6 separate regions of the Mus musculus genome follow, and all the other regions are linked to region 5. The links are chromatin contacts, called in public HiCAR-type, Micro-C and promoter capture Hi-C maps. All regions are on one chromosome and are shown on one strand. The core of a region is the stretch at or near the end of the contact, and the rest is flanking DNA. Distances in the headings are between cores, read along the strand shown.

Evidence for each region. Promoter capture Hi-C pulls out the DNA fragments that hold promoters and counts their contacts. A called contact is a pair of places that touch in the nucleus more often than the background predicts. HiCAR-type assays count read pairs that join an accessible place to other places.
Region 1: a HiCAR-type map of astrocytes shows a contact between it and region 5, with 4 times the contacts expected there. The contact joins the promoter of Cadm3 here to the promoter of Fmn2 in region 5. A contact is called at or near these places in 7 of 39 promoter capture datasets (the 3T3-L1 cell line, 3T3-L1-derived adipocytes, the C10 cell line and 4 more), 4 of 115 datasets of contacts at active chromatin or transcription factors (astrocytes, embryonic forebrain, embryonic hindbrain and 1 more) and 1 of 9 other capture datasets (liver).
Region 2: a contact with region 5 is called in a promoter capture Hi-C map of pre-B cells, with 3 times the contacts expected there. The contact joins the promoter of Cfap45 here to the promoter of Fmn2 in region 5. A contact is called at or near these places in 6 of 39 promoter capture datasets (cranial neural crest, embryonic stem cells, frontonasal cranial neural crest and 3 more) and 5 of 115 datasets of contacts at active chromatin or transcription factors (embryonic forebrain, embryonic stem cells, forebrain and 1 more).
Region 3: a promoter capture Hi-C map of embryonic stem cells shows a contact between it and region 5, with 3 times the contacts expected there. The contact joins the promoter of Aim2 here to the promoter of Fmn2 in region 5. A contact is called at or near these places in 9 of 39 promoter capture datasets (the 3T3-L1 cell line, the HPC-7 cell line, the SN4741 cell line and 6 more) and 2 of 115 datasets of contacts at active chromatin or transcription factors (neural tube and stem cell-derived neural progenitor cells).
Region 4: a Micro-C map of embryonic stem cells shows a contact between it and region 5, with 2.8 times the contacts expected there. The contact joins the promoter of Opn3 here to the promoter of Fmn2 in region 5. A contact is called at or near these places in 5 of 39 promoter capture datasets (cranial neural crest, frontonasal cranial neural crest, hippocampal neurons and 2 more), 2 of 484 Hi-C or Micro-C datasets (both in embryonic stem cells) and 4 of 115 datasets of contacts at active chromatin or transcription factors (astrocytes, embryonic forebrain, embryonic stem cells and 1 more).
Region 6: a contact with region 5 is called in a HiCAR-type map of astrocytes, with 5 times the contacts expected there. The contact joins the promoter of Dusp23 here to the promoter of Fmn2 in region 5. A contact is called at or near these places in 4 of 39 promoter capture datasets (the 3T3-L1 cell line, cranial neural crest, hippocampal neurons and 1 more), 1 of 484 Hi-C or Micro-C datasets (embryonic stem cells) and 2 of 115 datasets of contacts at active chromatin or transcription factors (astrocytes and embryonic forebrain).

What each region holds. Positions count from the first base shown.
Region 1 is chr1:173,366,367-173,369,809 of GRCm38.p6, reverse strand. It overlaps Cadm3 (cell adhesion molecule 3), which reads left to right and starts at 2,115. Exons shown (of 9, transcript NM_053199.3): 1 at 2,115-2,397. The coding sequence starts at 2,316. It also overlaps a transcript of Aim2 not described here.
Region 2 is chr1:172,518,474-172,522,414 of GRCm38.p6, reverse strand. Cfap45 (cilia and flagella associated protein 45) reads right to left here and starts at 1,285. Exons shown (of 12, transcript NM_027972.1): 1 at 1,234-1,285. The coding sequence starts at 1,236. It overlaps Gm37125 (a long non-coding RNA gene), which reads right to left. Exons shown (of 3, transcript XR_865740.1): 3 at 3,430-3,941.
Region 3 is chr1:173,418,718-173,422,627 of GRCm38.p6, reverse strand. Aim2 (absent in melanoma 2) reads right to left here and starts at 2,024. Exons shown (of 9, transcript NM_001013779.2): 1 at 1,942-2,024.
Region 4 is chr1:175,690,574-175,694,493 of GRCm38.p6, reverse strand. It overlaps Opn3 (opsin 3), which reads left to right and starts at 1,862. Exons shown (of 4, transcript NM_010098.3): 1 at 1,862-2,324. The coding sequence starts at 1,958. It overlaps Gm39707 (a long non-coding RNA gene), which reads right to left and starts at 1,448. Exons shown (of 3, transcript XR_865748.2): 1 at 1,403-1,448.
Region 5 is chr1:174,499,778-174,503,411 of GRCm38.p6, reverse strand. It overlaps Fmn2 (formin 2), which reads right to left and starts at 1,587. Exons shown (of 18, transcript NM_019445.2): 1 at 1-1,587. The coding sequence starts at 1,366.
Region 6 is chr1:172,631,631-172,635,178 of GRCm38.p6, reverse strand. Dusp23 (dual specificity phosphatase 23) reads left to right here and starts at 2,205. Exons shown (of 2, transcript NM_026725.2): 1 at 2,205-2,563; 2 at 3,353-3,548. The coding sequence starts at 2,297. The coding sequence ends at 3,538. Gm35601 (a long non-coding RNA gene) reads right to left here and starts at 2,199. Exons shown (of 5, transcript XR_001779542.2): 1 at 2,038-2,199.

The DNA of each region.
Region 1 (3,443 bases), core at 866-3,365, 1.1 Mb after region 5:
AGGGCGGGGCCAGAGCAGCAGTCATCAGAGAATTAAGGACAGGCAGAAGGAGACCTCTGGGATGCAGCAGATGGAGGGAAAAGATGGTTAATTAGAGGACTTTGGGACTTAATCCCACATCCAGCCTACCCCCATTTAATTCACCTCCACACACACCCTTATCCTGTTCTACCTAAATCCCACTTACATGACAGCGAAGCTAAGGTTTCTTCTAGTTCAAATATAATACTCTTTATCCATCAAGAGCCTATAACAAGAAAGAGCCTGATTTTTCTCACCATGGCTGATAAGCTTGTTTTGCTCTGTAGTTAGGTTTTGTATTATTTTACCATGCCCCCTTCCTTTTCATATCGTAACTAACCTCATACCAACGTAGTCCCAACTCCATCAAAAAGTCATATCTTCTTTCAATCTCCACCTTCCTGGTCCAGTCTCCTCCCAGTCTTACATCCACATCTGCACATTCCTGCAATATTCACTGTCCTATCTCCTCTGCTTGGGTTTCAAAACAGTAGTGATGATCTCAGAAAGGTAACGACATGATTTGGTGTCACCAAGACAGGTCAAATTGGACCTTGTTCAATATTGCCTAGGAAGAAATAATAACCACCTAGACAGTCAGGACACATCCAAGAGGCAAGCAGATTTCTTCTATAGAAACTTTAAACTCCAGAAACAGCAAGTGAAAAATATCGGAGCAGACCCAGACCAGCCTGCAGGGGTGCCCTGAACAGTACTCTCTCAGCCCCAGATAACTGCCTGTCACTTAGACAAGGCTTTACTGGTTACGAAATATGTTCTGCAGGCTGTCCCCAGGTTCTTAGGTGACAGAGACATTGGCTACATCACCATAAAGAGTTAAGAAGCCTTGACATAAGGAAGGAAAGATTACCCAAACATTAAATACTAGCAGAGGAAAGCAGCACAGAAAATGGACTGGAGATGTTACTAGAACCACCCACATCCCACTTGTAGAATAAAGCACTATGTACTTTTCTTTACCATTCCTAATGCTGGATCTTTTATTTCTAAGTGAATGTAAAACCTGGATTAGATCTGCTAACTTCCTTTGGGTTAGATCAGGTATACTCTAAGAATTCTTGGCATACCTAAAATTCCCTGATTTCTAAAATTTAGAAATGTATTCTCCAAAGCTAAATTTCGACCAAACGAACCCAGAAAGATCCTTTTTTTTAAACACACCAAAACTCTTTCAGAGATAACCTAGAAGAACAGCAAACACTAGGGACTCGGGACTTTTTGAATGTGAGCAAGTTGCAAACACAGTCTTTCTCATCCATCTCCTCTATAGCCTCAGGGAACAAGAGCTGCATTACTCACTGCTTCTTGGTCTGTAAGAGGGTCTGTGAGTCTGGCTTTCACCCTGGGTTCTTACTAGCTAAAAGTTGAGAAGAGCCCCTGAAAGACCGAGCAGAAAGGATATTGAGAGGCTAGTTTCAGGAAAGAGGGTCTAAGACAGAGCACGGAGGAGGAAAATACCAAGTAACTTTACAGGATACTTCCTTGTTTAGTGTCTGGAATAACGTCTTTAAAGAAGGCTTGAAGGAGATTAGGTTCGGTGGCCTCCTGGGGTCGGCTTTGCAAGGGATGTTGCCTGGAACCACAAATTGTTGCTGGACAGTTAAGAAGAGGGTCTTGAGTAAGAGAACTACGGAGGTTTATGCTTAGGAGAATGCCTTGAGTAATTAGGTACCCTGGGGAGGCATCCTTGGTCACAGTGGAGAGGGGTGTCCTAGCTTTGGGGATCCCGGTTGCCTAAGGAGAAGGCGGGGCCGGAGGACCTCAGGCAAGTGGGCACGCCCTTGCCCAGGCCTGCAGTGGACTCTGTCGCCAGCTGGCCCACCGCCCTGTCCACCTCCCCTCTCTCCACCCCAAGCATAAGAGGGGTGCGCATGGGGTCCCACTTCTGAGTCAGCTCCCTCCCTTTGCTCCACACCCGAGTGATGCTGGAGGAGCTCCCGGGGGAGAAGATGGAAGGCACCACAAAAGCGCGGAGGGGGTGTGGGAGGCGAGGGGGAGTAGGGAATGCGGCATCCAGGCCCCCCCGCCACCAGCCCAGCCCCCCGTCACCACCCCTCCACCTCCAACCGAATGGTTTGCTCCGAGCGCCCTATTTAATCCCGGCGACTGCAGCAGCGCCGGCTCCCTCCCGGTACCCGCCTCGGCCCCGGGCTTGGAAGCCGCTCCGGGGTTGCCCCTTTGGACAGCGACGCCGGCTACCCAGAACCCCCGGCCCCAGTCCCCGGAGATCTAGGCTCGCCAGCGCCCAGCCAGGGAGGTGGCCAGGAAGCGCGATGGGGGCCCCTTCCGCCCTGCCCCTGCTCCTGCTCCTCGCCTGCTCCTGGGCGCCCGGCGGGGCCAATCTTTCCCAGGACGGTGAGTGAGGGAGGGGGCGGCGCCAGGGGAGGTGGCCAGTGCCCCGAGGTGGGGGTTCAGACGGGGAGCCGGGCGCAGGGAGCCTGTTGGCTTTGTTTGGAAGCGAGGGTTCAAGTCGCCAGCCTCTTGGAATACCCTTGTGTCTGTCTCTGAGCATCGCTGTCTCTGAGGACCGTGGGGTGTGCCGGCGTGTGCACCTCCTATGTACACGACCGACTGTGTATGTCTACGTGTGCAGCAGGGATGTGGATCTCGGGGGTTGCTGTCTATTTTGAGCAACCGGGGTCTGGATGTGTTGATGTCCGTGTGTGTCTGGGTGTGCGCGTCTATGTTGGTGTCTGGGGCTGCGTTTCTGTGTCAGAGTCTGTGTGTATGTCTGTGTCAGTGTGTGTTGGGGGCGGAGTGAGATTTGTCGCTGTTTCAGTCAGGGCGTGTGTTGGGTGTTTCTGTATGTATGTCTGTAGGGGTTGGGTGGCCAGAACGATCCCCAAAACTGCTGTATGCAAACATTTCTGCTCCCCCGCGCGTCCCCCACCCGCCGCGGAGCTCTGAGTGGGCAGGCAAGGGGGCCTGGGTGAGGCTGTCGAGGGGGGCGTGGGCAAAGGAGAGGGGGCTTCTCCTTGAAGCAAAACAACAACACAGGGCGGAGGGGGCCCCACTTTGGCTCTAGTCCTAGTGGTGCTAAAATCTGGGCAAGGAAACCTATACTTGGGTGCGGGGCAGCAAACGGAGAGAGCAAGATATTTGGGGAGAAGGATCTATGGGAAAACCAAAGCTTTCCTGGGCTGAACATTAATTTCTCCAAATTTAGGGTGGGGTAGCAGACTAGCCTCTTTGCCCCAGTCTAAAACTCAACCCTTCTTAGGTTTGTAAAGGTAAAGAGGTGAAGGAAGGGAGTGGGGGGGGGGGGAATGAAGAAAGGAGGCGGGGCCAGGGGAGAGGGGACTTGGGGAAGAGCCCCTCCCGCCCCAGGCCAAGCTATGTAGGTCAGCGCTGTGGGGGCACCTCAGCCTTCTTAGAGGCTGCTGGTGGTTAATGGGGTGGCT
Region 2 (3,941 bases), core at 36-2,535, 2.0 Mb after region 5:
TGATCCTTTTCTTTGGGGGAGTTCTGGAAGCTTGTCTATGAGCCTCCCTGCTGCCACCACCTCTCATCCCTCCATGCTCTCAAACAAAAAGCTGTGATTAGCACTATACACACACTCCTGGCTTGCTGGTGATTACTCAAACCCACTGCCCCCTGACATGTCTGTATGCCCATTCCTATCCAAAGGAAAATTCCAGTAAGTTAGGGTCAGTAAGTTTGGCAAACTCTTGTCCTGAGTGGTCTCTGGGTGGGAATCTCTGGGCTTGGGAGAGATTAGCATTCCCTTGAATGCTAGGGAAAAAGGCACCTTTAACACAGGACAGAAGAACTTACCTCTAACACTTGTCCTTTGGTACCAGGCATAGTGTCAGGTCATATCTCTCTCTCTCTCTCTCTCTCTCACACACACACACACACACACACACACACACACACACACACTGCTGTGCTGAGGGAAGACAGTTAAGTAAAATGTACAGCCAAAAGGGACCCCCATCCCTGCACGCCAGGGAGTCCTCAGAAGTTCGGAACCCAGCTTCTTCTGAAACCCACTAAATCCCGTAAGAGCAAGACAGACACTGAGACTAAAGGAGGCCTACCAAGACAACCCAGATATCCACCTCAGCCACCCAAGTGGCCAGCCATTTCAAGTAAGTTCCAGTAACCACACGCCCCGACACCTGTCCGCAGACTCCCCTAACACTTCAGAGCCAACACAGGCTCCTGCGAGGCCCTGCTGGTCTTCACAGTCTATGACCATGACCATCCGCCGCCATCCAAAGAATATCAGGACTGGCAGACTTATCCCAATCATTCCCCCAGGAATTCCCTGCCTCATTCATTCATTCATTCATTCATTCATTCATTCATTCATTCATTCACTAATGCTTATGATGTGCCCAAATCATTCCCACGCAGTGAGAACAGAGGCTCTTCTGAAACATTAGGTGCCTTTCCCATGATCACCCTGCTGGTTATGGTCTTCTAACGGGTGCTCTTCTCAACATCTCACGTCACAGCCCAAGAGGACTCAGCTCAAGAGGATGGGGGAGAAGGTGCAGCACATCCCCCATTCAACCCTACCAGTCTTTTGAGACTTCCTTTCCAGCCGTCGTCCCGTCCTCACTCCCAGAACTTCCTGTCTTCCCCAGACTCTTAGAGAAAGCTCCACCTTTCCCTCTCAGAGCCCCAAACCACTTCAGGACTCAAGAACTACAGCTACCCAGACCCTCACCATCGTTGCGGCCGCTTCAGCTGCAGGCACCTCCACCGGCTCCGCCGGAGCTGACGCGTTACCATAGCAACCCAAGAACTAGCACTCAGCGATTTAGACCCGCCCTCGCCCCGCCCAATTCCTGGAGCAGTCACGAGGTAGTTTAGAAGCAGGAACCCCTCCCTCAACCTTTTCCCGCCCTAGAGTAGCTGGAACCAGGCTCTTGAAGGTTGCGCCCTTTGGATACGCCCATCATGTCCACTTTGGCTTTTAACCCAGTTCAAGCCAGGTTCAGACTTTAAAGGGTCTACTTTCCATGGGTCCCGGAGGGCTCAACTATCAAGACCCCAAGAGCTAAGCCGAGGATCCTGGTTTTACCCTCACAGACCCTTCCACCCTAGGTTACCATGGTTACCGCTACCGGGTTCCGGGAGGATTCAAACCAAACCTGATGAGAGTTCAGGCTGCTGAGAGGCAAGCAGCATTAAACCAAACACATTCCACAGTAGGAAGGAGTCTGACTAGACCAAAGAACACTTCTAGCCCTGAAGATGCGTATGCGGTCTCACAAGCTTAGATCTGAGGGACTTAACTGAAAATACAAGGAGTCTAAGACAGGAAGTTCAAAACCAACCTGGGCAGCTTAGCAATGTATTTCACTAAATAAATAAACAAACTCAAAATGTAAGTCCTACCCTAAACAAAGTCAAAATCCATGGCAGGAAGTTAGGGGAACCTGGCTTTTAACACGTCTCCTGGGAATAATTTCAGGATTTAAGATTTTTCACAGTTTCACCTTGGTCCCTTGTACCTTAGTAAGATCTACAGGACAGGGCTGAGCAGTCCTTGAATCCTGCACATCCCACACCCCACAAAACCTCCTACCAACCAGGGATTGCTTTTCTTTCTCAGATGTTTATTTTCTGAGCTCTTGGTCTCTCCAGACCCCCAAGTCTCCCTCCAAACTTGTCTTAGAGAACCTTACTCCAACCTAAGTGTGGAAAACTGTTGACAAACCCTAGTAGTAGGTAGTAGAGGAAGGGAGACAATCTTCTGCCACCACCGCCACCACCGCCACCACCACCGATTATTCTGCTGCCATCGCTGCTGCTTAATCCAAAAAGCTGTGCAGCTCATTTCCAGGATTCCTCAACTCTTATCTCCTTGGGAATCCAATTACTAGCCACACCTCTCTTAGGCAGTTATTAGCCCCCACACCAAACAGCAAAGTAAGGCCAAAAAGAGGGCACTGCAAAACAAAGGATGTGTTCTTCCTGCCACACCGCAGGAACAGTTAAAGGCAGGGAGAGGAGGGTGACAAGTGAGCCATCAGGAAATCGATCCCCAGTGTTCTGCCTGAAGGTATCTCCCAGTTAGGAGTGCCTCGTTCCAGGCTGCTGTTTGGTGTGAGCCACTGTGAGGCTCATAGCAAAGCCCTGAGCAATATGTCTGCTTAGTCATGTATTTGTGCAATGTAAGTTGATTTAAAGAAACATTTATTCTGGATTTAGTGATACATGCTGGTGTGGTTTCCATCACTCGCGCACTCGCACATACAGTTATGACTCTTCCAGGCTAGGAAAACTTCCTGAAACTCTCCTTACACCAGGCGACTAAATCAACTCATCGGACATCCAGGCGGCAACCTATCAGCCATTTTCTCCATATAGTTGGGCTGTGGTATCTGCTGCCTAACGGATCTGGAAATGGAGGGAAAATGCGGTTGGGAATGAACAAAGCCAGAAGCCAGTCTGTGAAAAAGTATTCCCCTAACTGCTGGTGCTGTAAAGCTGTAAGTGGACGTGGGGAGATGATTCATTGGATAAAATACTGTCCACGCAAGCCAGAAGACCAGAGTTCGGAACCCACAAGCCCACATAAATGCCTGATGGGTGGGGCAGATATGACAGTCCCTCCAGTGATTCCCTAGAAACAGAGTCAAGGTCAAGGTCCCAGAGCAGTCTGGCTTCCTAGATTAATGGAATCAGCAAGCTCTGGGTTCAGGTGAGAGATCTTGCTTCAGTGTGTAAGGTAGAGAACAATTGAAAGAGGAACCCAGCACCAACCCCAGTCTCCACATGCATGCATGCACATCATGCAATGAACACATATGTAAGCACACATACATACACATGCATGTATACACATGCAATGAACACATATGTAAGCACACATATATACACATGCATGCACACCACACCATGCATACACATACAAAAAATAGAAAACAAGACATTAAGTGAGGATTCCATTTTTAATCAATGCTTAGTAAAAACTGAAGTTCTCTGTGTTCAGAAAAAGACACAACAATTTAGCATACATAGTTATATACATGTCTAAAGTCCAATCAGAGAACAGCTGCCCCCATGGCACCCAAATCAGTTCACCACTCGTATTTCTCCTTTCTTTTCTCTTTGAATCACTAAGTCTTCCCGTTTTAAAACTATCTGAGCCCTGTGTATTAGCTTTCCAGTGCTGCTATGAGAAATCACCAAGACTTAGGAGCTTAAATAAACACAAATTTACTAGTTTTAAAGTCTGGTGTACTTCGCTAAGCTAAAATTGCAGCATCAACAAACATGTGTTCCTCCTAGAGTTTCTATTGCTTTGAAGGCTGCCCCTGTTCCTTGGCTCATGACCCCTTCCGCTATTCACAAAGCCCATGGACTCCACCTACCCTGAACAGTCACAATCATCTCCCATCTCAGGATACCTAAATTAATCTTAAT
Region 3 (3,910 bases), core at 775-3,274, 1.1 Mb after region 5:
ATGAAGCGATATAAGATGGTTACACAAGATTCAAACATTTCAACTGACAGAACGCACATGAATTAGACTCATGGGTTTAAAAAGAATGCTAAACTGGAATAAAACCCACTGTGGTGCCTGTGGTGTTTAAAAAAGACACAGTGGGGGAAATTGAAGTGCTGAGTAGCTGCAAAGCAAAAAATACGTGAACATATGTATCAGGCACTAAGCACAAAAACTCTAGTTAGAGCAGCTCTATCAATATTAGTCAGAGAAGACTATAAGACAAATAGTGCCATTAAGGACAGAGTTGCTATACAACAATTAAATGTTAAAGTCATCAAGGTAATATAACCAACAATTCTAAACAGTAAGCACCTCATTGAATAAAGTCAACAGTTGTAAACAAAATTTGACAGTTCTCCACTAACAAATGGCAAATGTACCATGATGGTCAGAAATTACAAAACATTTCCTTCAGTAACTAACGCTTTAAATAGCCAAGAATAAAATAAAACAAAAAGCAAAAAAGTAGAAAAGTTGAACAACATAATTAACAACTATGTTCTGATACTTAGAAATACTTACCACACTTTCGGTAAGGGCACAAAGGTTATCACTGAGTTCCAAAGAGTAGTTACTGTATTAGTTTCTTTTTTTTCTTCAATTTTTAATATTTAAATGTATTTTATACATCAAACATATTAATAATATTGAGCATTTTGAGAATCAAATAGTCTGTAAAAATGTGTTCAACTTTTATATTGATATCCTTTCATACCCTAAAAATATCATTAATGAATATTTAATACAGGAGAACACAGTAAACAGCTATAAGCACTTAAAGAGGCAACACAAAAATCTCTTAAAGAATTACAGGAAAAAACAATCAAACAGGTAAAGGAAATGAACAAAATCATCCAAGATCTAAAAATGGAAATAGAGACAATAAAGAAATCACAAAGGGAGACAACCCTGGAGTTAGAAAACCTACAAAAGAGATCAAGAGTCATAGATGCAAGCATCACCAACAGAATACAAGAGATAGAAGACAGAATCTCAGATGCAGAAGATACCATAGAAAATATTGACAAAACAGTCAAAGAAAATGCAAAAAGCTCTTAACCCAAAACATCCAGAAAATCCAGGACACAATGAGAAGATCAAACCTAAGGATAATAGGTATAGAAGAGAGCGAAGATTCCCAACTTAAAGGGCCAGTAAAGATTTTCAACAAAAATATAGAAGAAAACTCCCCTAACCTAAACAAAAAGATGCTCATGAACATACAAGAAGTCTACAGAACTCCAAACTGGACCGGAAAAGAAATTCCTCCTGTCATAATAATCAAAACACCAAATGCACCAAACAAAAAAAGAATATTAAAAGTGGTAAGGGAAAAAGGTCAAGTAACATAAAGTCAGACCTATCAGAATTACACCAGACTTCTCCACAGAGACTATGAAAGCCAGAAGATCCTGGGTAGATTTCATATAGACCCTAAGAGAATACACATGGCAGCCCAGGCTACTATACCCAGCAAAAATCTCAATTACCATAGATGAAGAAACCAAAATATTCCATGACATAACCAAATTTACACAATATTTTCTCATAAATCCGGCCCTACAAAGTATAATAGATGGAAAACACCAACACAAGAGGGAAACTACACCCTAGAAAAAAGCAAGAAAGTAATCTTTCAAAAAAACTAAAAGAATATAGCCACACAGATATAATTCCACCTCTAACAACAAAAATAACAGGAAGTAGCAATCACTTTTCCTTAAATATCTCTTAGCAATCACTTTTCCTTAATATCTCTTTTCAGTTCCCCGCAAAAGACAGAATTGGATATGTAAACAGGACCCAGCATTTTGCTGTATTAGTTTCTTTTCTGTTTTGATAAAATGTCATGAACATTAGCAACATAGGGGAGAAGTAGGTTTTAATTTTACTTACAGGTCCATGAGGGTGGATTTCATCACGACAAGGAAAAAACCTAGCAGCTAGTTAAGGAAGCATGGCGGCAGACAGGACAGGAAGCAGGCAGGACAGGAAGCAGGCAGGTTGTGATTCTTGCTCAGACAAAGAAACAGAGTTACAAGTGAGACCGCCTATCACCTCTCACAGGCCGCCCTCAGTGACCCACTTCCTCCAATAAGGTTTCTCCAGTAAGTTCCTCCTTGTGAAAGTCCCAAGACCTTCCGGAGCCACCAGCCGGCATATATTCAAACCTCAACAGATACCATAGGAATGATCCTTCCCCCAAATTCCAGGGATTTAACTATGGAAATGGGAAAGCAGGATCCAATTGGAACTAGACTGAAATAAACTTGCTATTACCTAATAAAGTAAAGGAAATAGAGATTAAAAGCACATATAATTTTTAAAAGATGCCATGTCACTTGAACATTTGGGATTATGGAGTAACATTATCTGCTTGGCATTTCTTTCTTTTTTTTTTTTTTTTTTTTCTATTTGATTCCGTGTCTGATTTTTTTTTAATTGTTCTTTTGTGTTACTACCATGCTGGGTTTTTTTTTCCCCACATTTTTTTTATTAGATATTTTCTTCTTAGATTAAGGTTACTTAGAATTTTGAGCTCTGATGCTTTCAAGCTAACGTTACATCACAGGCTTTCTGTCATGCCATTATTCTCACCTTTTATCGAGAAATAGCTCCCTGGCCCCTATGTTTCTTCCCCCTTCAGCTAGAAATCAAAAGCCCTCTTCTAAATATAAATTCATGTCAATAAAACACCTACAGACCAACACACCCAGAAAATCAGAGTTCCTTTTAGGCTCAGTCTGGGTCAACCCTCTGAACAATATATTCTAATTCCTGCCACGGCCAAATGCACTTTCTTTTGTAAAGGTCTCAGTTGTGGTGCAATAAAAGATAACTTCTGTTCCTCAGTCAACTGAAGGTTTAGAACCAGGCTTCCTGCAGCCTTATTCTTTTCTAGAATACAGTCAATACTAATCCCTCTTTCTAACCTCAGAAACCCAGGACTCTCTTTCCTCTTAATTTACTGATTAGCAAAATGGTCCTAAAGCTTTCTCTAGAAAACTTCTGACATATCTTACTTACCTCAGGGGATTTTCTTCTCTCCAAAGCAGCCTTAGTTCTCAACTCAGGGACTGGTGTATGTCCTGAGAGTTCAAACCATCCGCCTCACAAAGATTTTCACTATGAGTAGTAGGACATGAAAATCATGAAAATCAGGTCTTGGGAGACAGAAAGCAGAAAGTACTCTCAACTATCTTCTTTCACTTTGAAGCTTGGCTAGTCCTGGCCCTATAGCTGAGTCCTAAACCCTGATGCTGGGGCAAAATAATTATATATTAAGGCTCTGCCCAAGCAAATGCTAGTTTTCAGTTTCCTTTTTACAAGCCTCAGCAGAGTTTCTCCTCCAGCTGTGAGGTCTCAACCAGAGGTATTTTAGATATAGGGAACTCCACAAAAGTTATTTCCTGCTTTACCAGGGAGTTCATAGCCTAAGGGACAAGCCCAGCCCAATGCACACCACCCACTCACTTACTGGTGGTTGGTTTTCTTTGATTTCAACATCAACACACAAAAAAGGGTGGGCTCTGCATAATCAGATCTCTTGATTGACAGGCTGCCCTCACACAGCTTCCATTACCCAACCTTGCCCTAGTGACTGTAGTGCACTTTACACTTGTAAATTGGTATGCATTGTTTGCTCAGGGAGAGGCTGGTTCTATCCTCCTGCTACTTCAGAGAATATTTGTCTTACAGTGTCCTCCAGGGCTTCTTGTCTGGGGATGTCTGGTTTTCCATCTCTGTTACAAGGAGGACAAAACAGCTCAAGAATAAAAATATGACCTTCTTAAAAACTAGGTCAATCATTTCCAACATGTTTTAACTGTGATGTATACAGGTCTACAGTGTGAAGGTCAGCCAT
Region 4 (3,920 bases), core at 613-3,112, 1.2 Mb before region 5:
CTGCCTTATAATTGTTTATGGCACTTAGCATCTGGCATCTCATGTATGAACCAATTTGGTCAGCATTGTCTTCTCTCAACACCTCTAGAAAGCTTTAGGAGAAGAAGACTGTGTGCCAAAGAATGAATATTTTAGGAAAAAAAAATCAGGACTCTTTCCTTTCTTCCTTCCACTAACGTTGCAATCCTACTGTAGGAAGACTACTATAGTGAGACGTCAGAGGCACAAAGAACTTATTAAATGGTCCTATAAATCTAAACCACAAAATTAAAAACATTTTTTTTTCAGGGCAGGTGAGGTCAAAGGCCTTGTAGATGCTGAATTCAGGTTAGAAGTCTTAAAAATAAGATCAAGATTTTGAAGCTGGCACACACAACCTCTTAGTCAAGTGCTCAGTGCAGCAGGGTATCAAGCTATCTCGTCACTTAGCTGACTATTGAAGACTTTTGAGATGCACTGAGTCTAACACAAGTGGGAGGAGGGGTGGACACTGGTGCACACCAATTTAGTTTCCACAAACCAGTCATTAGTGCCTATGACATCTTCAGGTGCATGCAGCTCGGGACATTTTCCTCTCGTGGGTAGTCGTTGGGGACTGCAGTGGAGACAGAGAAAGCAGGCCTAAAGAAGTGACGTTCACAATCTATATTTGACTTGTTCTATATTTGCATTGCTGCTGGGGAAAGGTCCAGTGGAAAATGCGTGCTGTTCTAAATATATCCTCTCTATACCTGCTAGATTTGGATTGAAGCCTTAGGGGGCGGGGCACTGCTCAAGAGATCACCTCCAGAGAAGCATTTGGACTGGATTGTGTATCAGGTGTACCTACTGCAGACTGAGAAGGCTTGGGATCCAGTGGAAGGGTGACTTGGGTGTCACTCTGATGCTATTTCCTTCCTTATTCTGGGGCTCTGAGAGTGGCAGCTCAGAACACTGTCATAAACGCTGGGACATATCTTCCAGCTCTAAGGTAGTTGAGACTCAGCCTGCTGCGTTTGTTTGTTTGTTTTTAACGTCAGGTTCCCTGTTTATGAGATCATTTCGCTGGCGCTCTACTTCGGGCATTTCAGTGTTTTGTTTTCTTTCTATTGGGTGTATGAGGTGGGGGTGGGTGTTATTATAGCTTCCCAGGAAAGAGAGTATTTCATTCAGCATGCTTAACTGAGTTAAGCGCAGGCGTTCATAAATATTTATGAATGAGTGTATGCTAGGGTGAGTGACTTAACGGGTGAATGGACGAGATGCTTTAGAGTCCGTTGAGGGCTGTGAGGATCCGCTGTGGCTAATTTACCTCCGTAAGGGAGTTTACTTTCTCTTTTTTTCTGTACAGTCTGTTCAGGTTTCCACCTCGGCTTAAGGGTGAAGGAAGCAGAGCAAGAGCTCACTGGTCTCTGAAACTCACCTCTGCTGGGCGGGAACGCGCCCGGGAGGTGGGAGGGGGGAAAAGGGGCGGGCCGCTAAAGCAGTAGGGCGGGGCCACAGCTCAGAGGCGCGGTCAGAGGTTCTAAGAAGGCGGAGCTGTATGCCGGAGGGCGGGGCCAAGGGTGTGAGTCAGAGGGCGGGGTAACAGGAGATTCCGGGAGGGAGGAGCCGCAGGCCAGACTGCGGAAGAGTCTTAGGAGGGCGGGGCCAAAACGGCTGCCGTATGGATGAGGCCGCAAGGTAGAAGGGCGTGGCCTCCAGGGAGGTCCCGTGGGAGGGACTGCAAGTGCTAGCTAGTGGGGCTCGGGACCCACGCGGGAGGGTGGGATAGCAAGAACGCTAGGAGGGCGGAGTTTCATGCGGTGGGGCGGGGTCCTAGCACCGAAGGGCGGGGCCTCGGGTGCGCGCGGGTTGGGCGGGCCTGGCGCGGCTCCCGGGCACAATGGCCTGAGCGGCCCGCAGAGCGTGAGATCCACCCTGTTCGGGCCGCCCGGCTCACCGAGCCCTCTCTCTCACGGCGCGCCGGCGTCGGGCCATGTACTCGGGGAACCGTAGTGGCGACCAGGGCTACTGGGAGGACGGGGCGGGCGCCGAGGGCGCAGCACCGGCGGGCACGCGGAGCCCCGCGCCTCTCTTCAGCCCCACCGCGTACGAGCGCCTGGCGCTGCTACTCGGCTGCCTCGCGCTGCTGGGCGTCGGCGGCAACCTGCTGGTGCTGCTTCTCTACTCCAAGTTCCCGAGACTGCGCACGCCCACCCACCTCTTCCTGGTCAACCTGAGCCTGGGCGACCTGCTGGTATCCCTGTTCGGAGTCACCTTCACCTTCGCGTCGTGCCTGCGGAACGGCTGGGTGTGGGACGCCGTGGGCTGCGCGTGGGACGGGTTTAGCGGCAGCCTCTTTGGTGAGTCGCCCGGGACGCGTTCTCCTTGCCTCTCAACTTTCCCCCGGGTACATCAGCTCTGGGCCTCCGTCCTCCCCGGGATCGTCCCTGATAGCCAGTCATCACCCACAACTCCCTCTCTCTCCTCGAGAACCTCCCTTAGATACCCAACCCTCGCCTCCCTTCTCCCTTTCATCTGGTCTTCATCCCCAACTCTGTTTCCCTCCTTGCCTGGATTTACACACCCTTCTTCCCAGCCAGTCACCAACCCCAGCCCCTCCTGCCTCTGTAGCACTTTCCAAAGTCTCCCTGCCGCTGGCCATCTTATTTCCCCTCATCTATTTTTACTTCCTACTGTAGCTCTCAACAGGGCAGCTCACAGTGGACTTTACAGAGGGAGAAAGAAATGAGGCCCTGTAGAGTCAAGAGATGCAAGAAAAAAGTCAACTCCTGAACAGTGGAGGCGAGAACAAGGAGAGATTTAATTCACAAATTTAGTATTTGTTCCTCAGAATGACATGTAGAATCCTAAATAACGCAGTATTTTACCCCCTTTCACTCGTTAGCAATTATAAACAGTTGAATGCTTCCTAGGGGATGAGACTTTTTTTTTTTTTTAATTTCCTGTACATAGGTTCTGTCACACCAGAGGTTACAAATGGCGCAAAGGAGTCCAACTCATAATTAGCAGGGCAGCCAGTACATTTAATTGAAGTAGAACTTGTTGCTTTCTTGAAGATTTATATTGAGAATTGACAGGTTGAAGGTTGACTGATCCAGTATTCTAAGCCTGGGAAAAACGTGTGTGTGTGTGTGTCCCCTAGGGATTTTGTTTGTATAACGATTTAAAATAGAAATGGATATTTCTTAAGGCTTAAAGTCCCTTTCACAAACCTTAAAAACACATTGATAATTTACTATTGACTTGATCTTGCCAGATCTTAGAGAAAAACGTCTCTGTAATATCCTTGACAATTGTTATTTGCCAACTTACATGTGGCAAACCCAAATCTCACGGTGTTTGTCATCATTTCCTTTTTAAAGTTTTAAAACAAAATTTAGGAGTCATGATGGTTTTTCACTGATTGACAATTCTGATGCTTTCCCCTAATAAACATTGATCTAAGGATTTCTTTACATAACAATATTGAACCTAGAGGAAGGTCTGTAAGAGGATGCGAGTAGTAATATGGGTTGACTATATGATTATTCTCTCTGTTACCTTAAAAATGTTTTTCGGGGTGGGGGGGCATTTAGGCGGATTGATCTTTAAAAAAGGTGATGTGTCAGGACAGCTTGCAGAAAAGCCCTGGGGGTAGCGACAGGTGTTTGTTTGAAGACATTAAAGTCCTTTCTTTCTGTGAAGTACTTTTCTGTGCTGTGGTGTTCAGTGTCTCCATCTGAAACCGAATAAAAAGGAATGGGTTGAGTTTTCTTATGTCTGCAGCACCCACCCTGGCTCTCCCTGGCTTGCTCTGCCAATCCTATCTTCCAGAATCCTCTCTGCCCTTTCTTCCCCTTCTGAATTCCTGCTGGGGTCTGTCAGCACCAGGAGAGATTTTTTTTTTTAAAGACTACAAGAAACATTCGCCCTGGTTTTACCCGAGGGTTCCTTTA
Region 5 (3,634 bases), core at 338-2,837:
GGCCGCCCGTGAGGCCACCCTCCAACCGGTGCTTTTTTGCCGGGGCTGCAGCAGAGGCCAAGGCGGTTCTGGAGCTCCGGCTCACGGAAGGGTCCGGCCGCTTTTTGATCCTAGGACTCTGGTTGGGGGACTGGGACGGGGAGTGATTAGGAGAGCTGAGCTGCCGAGTGGTGGTCTTGATGTAGCAGGGGGTGATGAGTGGGTAAGGTTTGAAGCAGCGTGGGCTGGGCGCAGGGCTTCCAGGCAAAGAAACGACTGCGGAGGTAATGGATTCTCGCATGCCCTCCTCCGGCTCTTTCTCCAGCCTCTGTGAGGCTTCTTCCACCTCTGGGACCCATTCCTCCCCTGGAGAGCCGCGGGGGGCATCCTCAAAAGCATCCTCCTCGCACTCCTCATCTGTGTCCCCAGTTCCAGCCACGGGAACTCCGGCGGCTCCCTCCCCTGGCCCAGCCTCCGGAAAGGTGAAGGCTGGTGATGAGAGAGAGTCTGTGACTGCGGAGGGGGCGGTCGCATAACCTGGTGTCTCGGAGGTCAAGTGGCTTCCGGAGGACGGAGGATGCTCAGGCACCAGAGACTTGGTGGTCTCAGGCAAGTCAGGTCTCACCGGTAGTGCCTGTACTGTGTCCTTTTCAGCCTCGCTTCTAGGTCCCAGCAAGAACTGGTCCAGGCCCAGAAAGGCCCCAGGCTGAGGGGAGATGGCAGTGGGGGGCGCTGCAGGCTCCTCGGAGTCCTGGAGCAGCAGCTTCTGCTGCTGCTGCTGTTGCAGACGAATTGCCTGCTGGATGTCTGAGAGCAAATCCTCCTGCTCCGTAGCGGAGTGGAAGCTGTAGATGTCCGTGTCTGAACCAGAACTGGTCCTTTGTCCATCTTGCGCTCCAGCCGCAGTTTCCAAATCCTCCGCGGTCGCCTGGATCCCTACCCCAGCCTCAGCAGGCCTAGAAGCACCGGGATGGATCACCTCGAAAGGGTCAGCACACTCGGTATCCGATAGGCCTGTCTCCTCAGCGGAGAGGCTGAGGTCCGGGGTCTTGGTGACTATAGAGTGAGCGCTGTCCAGCTCCCCAATCGGCAGGGCCTGTGAGTCCAGCACATCCTCTCGCGAGTCGCAGGCACCTTTCCCCTTGGTCAGGTTCTTTCTGATCCGCAGGTTGGAAAACACCGAGGCTCTAGAATCGGACTTGCTCTTCTTCTTGCTGGTCTCCCCGCTGCCCCCTCCCCCCTTGCCGTGCTTGCCAAGCGCCTTTTTGCTCCCGCTCGCCTTCTTTGTGATTTCCGCATCCCTGGGCCCCGCGGCATCCTCGGCTCCGCCGCCTTCGTGGGAGGCATCACCTGCGCTTCTCTTCAGCTTCCCATCCTGGTTCCCCATGTTTCAACCCCACTGCTGCGCCGCCGCGCCTTGGGGTCCTCAGGCCATCTCGGCCCTGGAGAGGGCCAGGGGAGTGTCCGGGACAATTCAGGCAGCTGGGCCGGCCGTTGGGAGCGGAGGCCGAGGAGCGCCCAGCTGGCCCCGCTCACATCTGCTGCCGCTTTGCATAATGCGCGGTGGCTCTCCCGGCTGCCGTCCCTGCGGCTGTGGCTGCGGCCCTGGCTGGCGGGCGCGAACATGCTCAGTTCAGCGCGCACTCCCCACCAATGGCTGCACAGGACTCAGCCTTGGCCTGGCTCCCCGCCCACCGCCGCCGCCCCTTCAGTGCCCCCTTTGGCTCCTCCTGCAACCAAGTAGGAAAACCCGTCTATCTCTAGTACTTCATAATTGGGGGTGGGGACAGCAGGAGCTGTCTTTATGTATCCCAGACTAGATCGAATTTAGAATCTTTCTGACAGGTTATCTCTGGGACCTTCATCTCCACCTTGAAAATAAAACATGTTGCCCTCTTTTCAAGAACTGGAATGTTGGAACAGTTTGATGAAACTTCAAAGCTCGCAGACCTGCAAAGAGAAAAACACAGGAGAAAAATCGAAGCCTAATTCCAGGTCAGAAGTACCATAACATCAGGAACACACACACACACACACACAGAGAGAGAGAGAGAGAGAGAGAGAGAGAGAGAGAGAGAGAGAGAGAGAGAGAGAGAGAGAGAGAGAGAGAGAACTTCTGTATGGCTCCAGTTCAAATACTTGTTGAATGGGTGGACTGTCCTGTCTGTCCTGTCCCTTAAATACTTGACCATGGCTTTGCACACTCTTAAGGTTTGTGAACATGCTACTTAGGGAAAGGTTCCTTCCCCAGACTCTCTGCCTGATACACAAGCCTCTTCAAGAACAGGACGTTAACTGCCATTTCCAAAGTGGTTTTGTGAGACCTTTCTGGACAGAGAAAAGAGAGGTAGGGGATGCTGAAAATACTGAGATTAAAGCTGATTAACATGCTAATCTCCAAAATTCTATGTGTTTACCATATAAATTAGACAACATTTGTATTTAAAAGGGGTGCATGAATTATAACTCCCAGGAGGTCAAACTCATCAATATTAAACATGTCACAATGTGATGCTGTATAAAAGGAAAAAGAAAAAAAAATGCCCTTGGTACAAACACAGGAAATTAGACATTGTGCTATAAAGGATGACCAGTTTCTCAAGCAAACCCATCCAAGCACACTTTGTCCAGGGCCAGGGCTTCCTAAGTTTTAGACCTAGATAACAATCACTTTTTCTTACTGTGAATTGTCCTCTTTATTTTAATGACATTAAACTATAGTTTTTGTTAAATGTCTTAAAGCTTCATTAGTATTTTAAAAGGCTGCAAACAATAAAAGCAAAAAAAAATCATAAAAGTAGCATTTGTAAAACAATGTTACTCTTTGTTGGAAATCCAGACAGCAATTACCATCCTTTCTCAAACTATGATCTTTAAAACAAGTGTTCACTGGAGCAGGTGGACTGATGTCCTTAGGTGGCCTTTTTGAGTAAACAGTTTGAAGAACTCAGCTTTAATAACTGTGCCAGCGTAATATCTCAGTCTCCAAGGGATCCCGAGAGCCTGAAAAGCCTTTATTTCACCTCTTTCACAAGACTACTGGCTCCTCTCTTCTAGAATGCAGGCTGCCCCAGGGCACACTTTGCCTGTAGGCCACTAGAATTCTCGGCCTCCTTGAATGCTGCATACTGAGATACTTGATTCTTGGTTCTTGCTCTTTCTCTAGCAGAGCAACTTTGATTCAGACCTGTTTGTTTCTTTGCTATTCTCTTCTGTGATATACCCAAGAAGTTCAGGAGACAAAGGGGGAGGGGAGGACAGAGAGCTAAAAGAAAGGCAGAAAGAAAACGGATTTTTTTTTCCCCAAGTCCTTTGAATGTGGGAGAATAGGTGGCCTTTGAGAGGCAGGTCAGAGTTGACAGAGCTCTATTATAAGGTCACAAAAGTAGTAGAAGAAACATTAGGGACTGTGGATGGGGGATGGGAAGGGGGGTGGGACGATGATAAAGAGCAATGGGGATGAATGGGATCCACCCTGTCAGTAACATCAGCTGGGAGACAGACAGGGCTGCCTCCTGCAGCCCAAGGACTTACCCTGTCTAGGGACAGCCAGGAAGGTAAAGCTAGCCCTTGAGGATATTCACCAAAAAGAATTTCAGGACAAGTCAGAGTGAGGCAGCTAGTCAATTTGTAAAGTATTCAATTTATTAAGAGA
Region 6 (3,548 bases), core at 956-3,455, 1.9 Mb after region 5:
GGGAGAGCAAGTCTTCACTCGGAGCTAACTGGCCTTTCCACAGGCAAGCCTGCGTAGGAGGGAGGATGATGGACGACCTTTCAGCCTCAGAGACCCACAGGAGAGAGGACACACTGAGAGCAGCCTAGGGGCTCATTAGAGAAGAGAGTCTGCCTCCCACTGGAGAAGACAGGCTTGGAGCTGGATAGGAAGGAGATAAGAGACGTGCACGGAAGGGCGAGGAGAGACGTGGAAAGTTCTTCCCTGACACGTGGAAGGTAGACAGAGAAAGCAGAGAACCCAAGAAGTGATCTGCCCACACGGACAGTTCCTGGAAATGTTACTTCCAGACACAGCTGTCTGCCGTCAAGGTTCGTTCCCACTGAGCCAGAGCAGGCAATCCACCTCGGAAAGGAGAAATCCTTCCATTTTGCTGATGCCGTGGACAGCCCTCCCGCTGCCCGGTTGCTGAAACAATGGACTCCACGATCCTGGAATTTCCCCCGAGAGCCTCACGCAGGAGAAGGGAAAGACTGGGAGCCTGGTGTTTGAGAGATGGGGAACTTGTCTCCTTGTATGAGAGACGAAAGCAGAGGCTAGGGTGAAGGGGGGCATGGAGAACCACACCTTGACCAGGAACACTCAGTTATACATAACTCTTACCTTCTACCTAAGCCTAATCCTCATACCAGGACCCTAAAGATAGACTTGGGTGGTAGGGACTGGACCTCCTTGTTTCTCTCACTAATGTAGCACACTGAATAAACCACCTCCCGCTTTCACTAGCAGGTTTATTTAATTGGCCCATTGAAGAGACAAGTAGCCCATCTTGGCTTGTTATGGCTCCCAAGGCCCAGATTTTCACCCTAATGACCAGCAACCAAGGGAGGGTAGGATGTCTTCATACCCAGGTCTTGTGGGCTTAGGTCAGTATGTCCCTAGGCCCCCGGTTAAGAAAATACCCAGGGTTTTAAACACAAAATGTTTGGAAGAATGTGAAGATGGCTGTGTAACACTGTCATTTCCTGGATGACTGTAGGAAAGTGTGCCATTAAAAGATTCTGGAGAGGGGGACAGAACAATGGCTCAGCAGTTAAGAGCACTGGCTGCTCTTCCAGAGGTTCCATCCCCAGCACCTACACGGCAGCTCACAGCTGTCTGTAACTCCAGCTCCGGGAGTCCTGACACCTTCACACAGATACACATGCAAGCAAAACACCAATGTACATAAAATAAAAATAATAATAATTTTTAAAACAAGATTTCGGAGCTGGAGAGATGGCTCAGCAGTTAAGAGTACTGACTGCTCTTCCGGAGGTCCTGAGTTCAAATTTGAGCAACTACAAGTTGGCTCACAACCAGCTGTAATGGGATCCGATGCCCTCTTCTGGTGTGTCTAAAGACAGCTACAGGGCACTCATATACATAAGATAAACATTTTTTTAAAAGAGAGAGAGATTCTGGAGAATGGTATCTTCCTTAGCTTCCTCGGTGCCTCAGTTTTCTCATCTCTAAAATGGGGTTACTGTGATCACCTACCTTATGGCGATTAATTAACATATATAAAAAGTATTTGCACAAGTACCTAACACAAAGCAAAAGCTTAAATGTTGTTAACCCTTATGTTGTTGATAGTGGTTACTATATTACCCTGAGTACCATTTCCAGTGCCACATATTTCCCCACCCCCCATCCTTTAACTACTGTCGGCAGTAGAAAAATAAAACTTTCTATTGTCTGGGACATAGTAGTTCCCTCTTACTTCAAGAACTCAAGAAGACAGCAACCATGACTGCTTGGTCATTGAAGAGATTACCTACTCACACCCGCGCCCAGGCAGAAGTAGATTTTTCTATCACTATTTAAACCCCTTGTATAAAAACTATGAAGAGACCAGGCCGTTAGGCGGCTGGCCCACGATGCAGTAGCTCCAACGCACCACCAGGGAGCAGCAGAGCCCAGCCCTGGGCTGTTTTCTCTACAGGAGCAATTAATTGGTTCCAGGCTTCCTTAGTGCCTTCACTCCCCGCTGCAATAATCACGCTTGTTGTTGATTACCCAGCCTATCAACGAGTGCCCTGCTCGCGTCCGTTGGGCTGTAGGGTTTCTCTGCCTGCCTTGGAGCCGTCTTAGCCCCGCCCCCGCTGTTCAGCCAACCCTGGGTGGGGAGGAGCGTCACGGGGGAGGGTCCAAGAGACTACGTGGCCCGCTAGGGCAAGTGCTGAGCGGGGACGGAATCCAGCCCCAGAGGGGGGGTGACCCAATCTCCCGGCAGAGTAGGAAAGGCCAGCCTCGCCCTGAGTAAACTCCCCCCACGATGGGCGTGCAACCCCCCAACTTCTCCTGGGTGCTTCCGGGACGGCTGGCCGGACTGGCGTTGCCCCGGCTGCCCGCGCACTACCAGTTCCTGCTGGACCAGGGTGTGCGGCACCTGGTGTCCCTGACGGAGCGCGGACCCCCTCACAGTGACAGCTGTCCCGGCCTCACGCTGCACCGAATGCGCATCCCTGACTTTTGCCCGCCGTCCCCGGAACAGATCGACCAATTTGTGAAGATCGTGGACGAGGCCAATGCCCGGGGAGAGGTCAGCACGCTCGTGAGCCAGAGCGAGAGGGCGGGGCCTGGAAGGAAATGAGTGGGCGGGGCCGGAGCTGGAGTCCGAAAAGAGTGGGAGAGCCTGGGGTTGGGGGCGGGGGTGACAGGGCTAAGTGGGGTGGGAGCTAGATGGACCCACTCCCTGACTAAAGTCAACTATGCTGCTAGGAGAGGTGGTGCCAAGTAGGCTGGAGAGAGAGTACTGTCAAGTGAAATCCTTCCAGGAGTCCAGGGAGCGCCTATGTCAGACGGAATCAGTTCAAAGCCCTTTTACTAGAGGTCCAAATGTCATAGAGACACACTTGTAATTTTAAATTTTACTAGCAGCTACGTTTTAAAAAAAAAACAAAAACAAAAAACGAAAAAGATGAAAAAGAAGCAGGTGAAGTTAATTTTGTACTAATCCAATAAGTCAAAAATATTATTTCAACATAGAATCAATATGAAACAAATTATTAATGAGGCATGTCCAGTCTTTTTCATGCCGCATCTTCAGGGCCTGGTAAGTATTTTGCACCTCAGCTCAGTTTGGACTGACACATTTCAGGAAAAATAGCACCACAAGTGGCTGGATGTACTATACAAGACAGCACAGGATAGAGGCCAGGCGATGTAGGCTGAGAGCCCAAGTTGGAACCAGCCATTCCAGAGGCCTCCTAGTCACCTGTCCTCCCACAGCTTTGATGTCACTTCTTGGAGAGCCTGTGATGTGTGGGGTGAGGACAGGGGAGTATTGGGGAGGGCATTGGACTCTACTCCATCAGTCTCCACTTCACAGGCTGTTGGAGTGCACTGTGCCCTAGGCTTTGGCCGCACTGGCACCATGCTAGCCTGCTACTTGGTGAAGGAGCGGGCTTTGGCCGCAGGAGATGCCATTGCTGAGATCCGGCGCCTGCGACCAGGATCCATTGAGACGTATGAACAGGAGAAGGCCGTCTTCCAGTTCTACCAGCGAACAAAATGAGGACTTCAAC